Linked DNA regions of Mus musculus: region 1 is linked to region 2. A link is a contact called in public ChIA-PET data. All regions are on one chromosome and are shown on one strand. Each heading gives the region's core, a stretch centred on a gene start, on an enhancer-like site or on the middle of the called end of the contact. The rest is flanking DNA. Distances are from core to core; before and after follow the strand shown. Region 1 holds the start of Tasor (transcription activation suppressor). Region 2 holds the start of Dennd6a (DENN/MADD domain containing 6A).

What was found. ChIA-PET counts read pairs in DNA pulled down with a chosen protein or histone mark.
Region 1: a contact with region 2 is called in an RNA polymerase II ChIA-PET map of memory CD8 T cells, with 6 read pairs. The contact joins the promoter of Tasor here to the promoter of Dennd6a in region 2. A contact is called at or near these places in 2 of 39 promoter capture datasets (cranial neural crest and pre-B cells) and 1 of 115 datasets of contacts at active chromatin or transcription factors (memory CD8 T cells).

What each region holds. Positions count from the first base shown.
Region 1 is chr14:27,427,544-27,430,282 of GRCm38.p6, forward strand. It overlaps Tasor (transcription activation suppressor), which reads left to right and starts at 1,291. Exons shown (of 24, transcript NM_001114879.2): 1 at 1,291-1,841. The coding sequence starts at 1,526. Gm52095 (a long non-coding RNA gene) reads right to left here and starts at 1,084. Exons shown (of 4, transcript XR_003951011.1): 1 at 999-1,084.
Region 2 is chr14:26,578,230-26,581,047 of GRCm38.p6, forward strand. It overlaps Dennd6a (DENN/MADD domain containing 6A), which reads left to right and starts at 1,321. Exons shown (of 20, transcript NM_001134465.2): 1 at 1,321-1,633. The coding sequence starts at 1,406.

The DNA.
Region 1 (2,739 bases), core at 41-2,540, 850 kb after region 2:
GATTTGGTTCACAGAGGTGCAGGTTTTACACTACACACGATGCCAAACAATGGATGCTTATCCCAGATCCTCTGCTGCTCTTGGAGAGCTCTTCAAGTACCAATCACTTGACAGAGGCTGTGGCTCTTTTGCAGTTTATTATCTTGGCCTAACAATTCCTTCAGTAATATTGAGGTGTTGGGGGACAAAGACCTGGGCGTCCTGCTGCTGTTGCTTAGAGATCTTGAGTAAAAAGTATCCCGTGTTTCTTCATCAAATGCATTATTGGGCCGGAGCTGCTTGAAAACTAGGCCTTAGGCTGTATAAATACTTTGGATGAAATTAGACCTGGCTTTTGTCATCTCAATTTGCCTAAATTTCAACATTTAAATTGTGCAAAAGCATCTACTTGGTATCTGTTGTGAGAATGTGTCTATACAGATGGTAACTCAGAACCCCTTACCTAGAAAGAAACTATTGAAAGGCCCTCCCTTCATTTCACTATCAAATTGTTTTCTTCTAGGTGGTCGAACATTCTTCTAGGTGTGCGAGCATTCGTGCCTCCCATCATTAGGTTGTAAATTGTGCGGAAGAATCCCAAATATTGAATGTTTGCTTATGTAGTGCTTTGGTCTGGAGTACGACCAGTGCTCGTGATCTACTGGGAAAGCAGAAAGTCTGGATGGAATAGGATGTTATCACCCTGCTTATCACTGGAGGCCATTTTCTTATCTCTCTTCACTGCCTTTCTTATTGTTTGTTTATAGTCTTTATGCATATAGGTGGCTTGCCTGCATTTATGATAGAGCACCACACGTATACCTAGTGCCCTCCGAGGCCAGAAAAGGACTTGGATTCTTTGAAGTGACTAACTGCTGGTTGAGTTGTCCTATGTCGGCTGGAGCTCGAATTCTGGTCCTTTGGAAGATCAGCTCAGAGCAGACCGATCACACGACCAGGATCAGCCAATTATGTGCCGGGTTTGGTCCACAGACCTCCGGAGGAAAGAAGGTGCTTACTTGCAAGAGTACTGTCCGAAAGACGTCCTCTGGGCTTGCCTCCGTCAAACGCAGTGCGGAGAGGGCAGGGCCCAGGAATCCGCAGAATGCTGCCAAGCCCAAGCCCTCACTCTGAAGCGATGGCGTCGACGCTTTCCCCGGGCGTGGCACTCTCCTCTTTTGGCGGGCTCGGCATCGCGAGGCTCCGCCCTCCTGGAACGGTCTCTCTGCAGTCGCGGAGGCGGGCTCTGCATTTCTATTGGTAGAGCGGGTCCGCCGAGGCCCCGCCCCCTCCCGGGCCCGACGCGAGCACGTTGGGTAGCCAGGGCCGGTTGAAAAGCCGCCCGAATCCGGAGCAGCTCCCGGGGCGAGAGGCACGCTTAGGGCCGCGGTGGCGGTTAAGAGGCGTCTCTGTGGCTGGAGTGCGGTCCCCGGGGGCGGAGGGGCCGGGTGGGCCGAGACCTCGGCGGCCTGGCCCGCCGCCCTTCCTCCCCTACGCCCGTCGACCTTGTGGGCGGAAGCTCCCTGGAGCGCCTCACGCCCGCGCGATGGCGACTGCCGCGGAGACGGAGGCCCCTTCGACGGACGCGAGCTGGAAAAGCCGCGGCGGCGGCGGCGGAGACGACGGGATGAAGCCAGCGCTTCCGGAGCTTGAGTCCTCCCTACAAAATGGCGGCGGCGACGGCGGCGGCGGCGCGGGGCCTGAGGAGACCGCGGCAGCTGAAGCCGCCCGGAGCTACGGCCACGAGCAGCCTCAGCAAACCTCCGAAGCGGCCGCGGCCGCTCTGCCCAAAGGCGCCGAAGAGCCGGAAAGGCCTTTTAGGCGGAGTTTTCAGATCCCCAGGAAGAGCAGAGAAAAGAAAGGTGGTGCCTCCCCTTCCTCCCACCCCCTCTCTCGCTTCCCTCCCCCTCCATCTTTTTCATTAAGACCTCTCTGTCTCCTCTCCCCACACCCATCCGAGACACGTAAACACGCACGCAAGCGCCAGCAGCCTCTCCGCTCACGGCCACGGCCGCCCAGCCGCCCTTGGTGCGAGAGGATAGGGTGGAACCACGCTCCGCCGCTCCCCCTCTCCCCGTGGAAGTTGGAAGTAGCTCAGGTTTGAAGCGTTTCCATAAGGCTGCGGCTCCCCGAGCGGAAAGATGGTGCTCGGTGCCCCTCTTTTCCCCCAAGCCCCGAAGGCAGAGAAGCTGATGGTGGCCTCCTAAAGATGCTTCTGAGAAGTCTGCTTGTGGAAGTAGCCTGTGGCCATGGATTCTGAGGCTTTCTCCAAGGCCACTGCGTTCTAAGGACAAGTGTTTCTCACTGTGGAAATTCTTCAGCTCTGTGTGTCTACTTGAAATGTGCTCGATGTCAGCGTCTTCTATTTAGAAAACTCTCCATTAGTATATGCGCTCCATGCAGTTTTCCATCACACTTCATTTCCATGTAGTTTTTTTTTTTTTTTTTTTGGAAAAGCATTAGCTTACGTAGGTTCTTCTGTATAACTTCCAAGCCTAGAATGACTTTTCTTAAACGATTATAGGAACAGTTGGGTTGCTTACTTTTTGAGATCTTAGTGCCATATTGTAAAACGTACACTTTTTTTTTTCTTAGAGTAGGTTTTGACTGTCCGATAATTTGGAATTTTCTGGATTTGACTTAAACACTTACCTTCTTACTGCGTGTTTTTTTTTTTAATTGTTTATTTCCCAAATCTTTTTTTTTTGTCATTTGAATATCTGAAGATTTAGAATCTTGATTGGAACCGTGCATCTGGGT
Region 2 (2,818 bases), core at 71-2,570:
GTTGAGAATTGAACCTGGTCCTTTGCAAGAGCAGCAAGCGCTCCTAACCACTGAGCCATCAGTTGGAGCCCCAGCTTTGTTCTATGTAAAATAGAAACAGTAATATCACTGCCTTTTGAGGCCGTGGAAAGGCATGGGAATGGGTTTTGATAAATCCATTGTATGTTATCTATCATCTTTTACACACTTTCCTATTGGGTATTACCACGTTTTCTAATTACTTTTTTTTTTGTTTTGTTTTGTTTTTTGAGACAGGGTTTCTCTGTATAGCCCTGGCTGTCCTGGAACTCACTTTGTAGACCAGGCTGGCCTCGAACTCAGAAATCTGCCTGCTTCTGCCTCCCGAGTGCTGGGATTAAAGACATGTGCCACCACGCCCGGCTCTAATTACTTTTGATGAATAAATCCTAGCAGGTGCTGAAAAAAAAATCCTACTTAGTCGTATCATGCTATGCCAATAATCAATAGCAATTCACCAGGGCAGATGTTTCTTGAGTGCCCAGCCTAGAGCTGTCTTGACTTCTTAACAAAGGTAGCTTGAAACCAGGCCCTTCCTCCAGTGTTCAGATAGCATGGTCCAAAGGTGACTGACCAACCCGAGATTCCAAGAAAGTCTGCATATGCGTAAGAGTTGAGAGAGTCCGCCAGACCAATAAAGATGGGAGCTGCCTTGGTAGGGAGGGTATTCGGAGAGTTAAAGTACACATCTCTATCAGGGGACTGCAGGAGTGAACACAGGCTTGCCTTAGAGTTCTTATACTTGCTGGGCTAGTCACGAAGCCTCTCCGAACTTCAGTTCCCTTATCTGTGAAGACAAATTAGCCAGAGGTGGTGGCCCATGCCACTAAACCCAGAATCTTGGGTAGCTGTGGTAGGAGTACCATGAGCTAGAGGCCAGTTGGGACTATGTAAGGCATAGCTAAAAAAGAAAAGAAAGTCCTACCCAACACTTAACAAACAATAGTGTTCACCATAATGATATGTTTAATAAGAGTTAATAGGTGTATTTGAACTTAGCATATCAACTGTCACAGAGTAAAAGTTTAATTAAACTACTGTTAACCACTATGTTTTAGTAACACTTTAATAATGAACTGGGTCGTTCCAAGAATAATTCATTGCTGTATTGTTGTGGATCTGAGATGACGATTCCTGAGCCACTGTTTGAGTTTAGAGAACTGTAAAACCAGCAGGCCAGTCTGAGCGAGCAGCAGAGATAGCCGCGGCTTGTAGGGAAACCACTGAACCCCCCGCTCCCAGGGTCACGTGCCTCGTGGCCGCGCCCCTATTCCGGGAGTCCGGAGCGGCTGCGGCAGCGGCAGCACTCGGTGCGCGTGCGCGGAGGCCTGCGCGCTCTGCGGCGCGGTCCGCAGCGGAGGCGGCTCAAGCGCCTAGGGGGTGGCGGATGGCTCTGCCGGGCCCGGCGGTCTTTGGGCCCGGTTCCCGCGGGTCGTTGGACGAGGCCGGGGCTGAGGGGCGCGAGGCGGCGGCCCTTGCGGCGGCGGGAGTCGCGCTGGAGGACGAGGAGGAGGACGATGGCCGCCGGGGCCTGCTGCGCTGGGACGGCTTCTCGGCCTGGCTACACTGCGTGTGTGTGGTGGGCTTCGACCTGGAGCTGGGCCAGGCGGTGGAGGTGAGGCCGAGCCGCACCCTGTGTCTCCACCCTTGGGCGGCCGGGTCCTGGCCGCTGCTCATCCGGGCGTGGCTCGCAGCCCCTGCGCGGCTCAGCTGGGCGGTGCTTCTCGACCCTTCGGTGGGAGGATCGTGGGCTGCGGCTAGGGGTGAAAAGTTCTTTGTAGGCCCCTCCTAAATACTTGTTGATGTTCCTCTTTAAAAAAACAAAACAAAAAACCAGCGATAACTGGAGGGTAGTGGCACCCAGAAAAGCCTACAGCAGACAGGATGTTTGCTTGGAACTTTCAAGAAAGGAACAATACCCCCTGACATATGTGAATTACAGTAGCCAAACGTGCACGTCCAATCATGTGGGCTGACTGACTGTATTGTCAATTGCGCTAACTCGTAGATCGGTCCACTGAGTCCAAGTCAAAATGCTTAGCATGCATTCTCTCCCTTTTCTCTGTTCCCCATTTCTCTGTGAAATGTCGTTGGGTTCCCATTCCCTCCAAGTCTCTCCCTAGCATTGCAAACAGAATTCAAGGCCTTCTGAAAACTAGGCAAGCTGTCCCCACACCCCTCTCCCGACCCCTGCTGTTTCTTAATACTGATTCTGTGACAATTCCCAGAAACCTAATGTCAGTGGAAAAATTGTTGGCTTATAAATCTGTTAGATATCATAACATCTTACCTAAAAGACCTTTGAATCTCACTCATTTTTGCCATCACTTTGCATCTTTTTTTTTTGTTGTTGTTTGTTAGCATAAAAGATTTGTCTTATTTATCCAAGTGAAAAGTTACTAGAAAGGCATTAGAAAGGTGTATGTCCCGAAGTTTTTGGTATTTTGTTATTGTTCTTTTGGCATCGGTGAAAGATTCTAATCTTATTCTGATTTGGTTGGTCTGGTTGTTCCAAACGAGAAACTGCTGCATCTTTGTCTTTTGTATCGTTACATAGTTCATTTAAATATTGAGTTTTTATTAAGATCTAGGCACCATACAAGTTAGTGGACATACACATAAAAGGATGTTCTCATTTGCATTTATGAATTGAGACAATAAGGTGGGGATCTAAGAATTAATCTATTTAGTCAATAGGATCAAATTTATTGCCTGATACAGTATTCATTAAACGTTTGTTGATAGAGGGAGTTAGTATGTAAAGTGATTCTGTATTTTATTTGAGACAGGAATAACAATC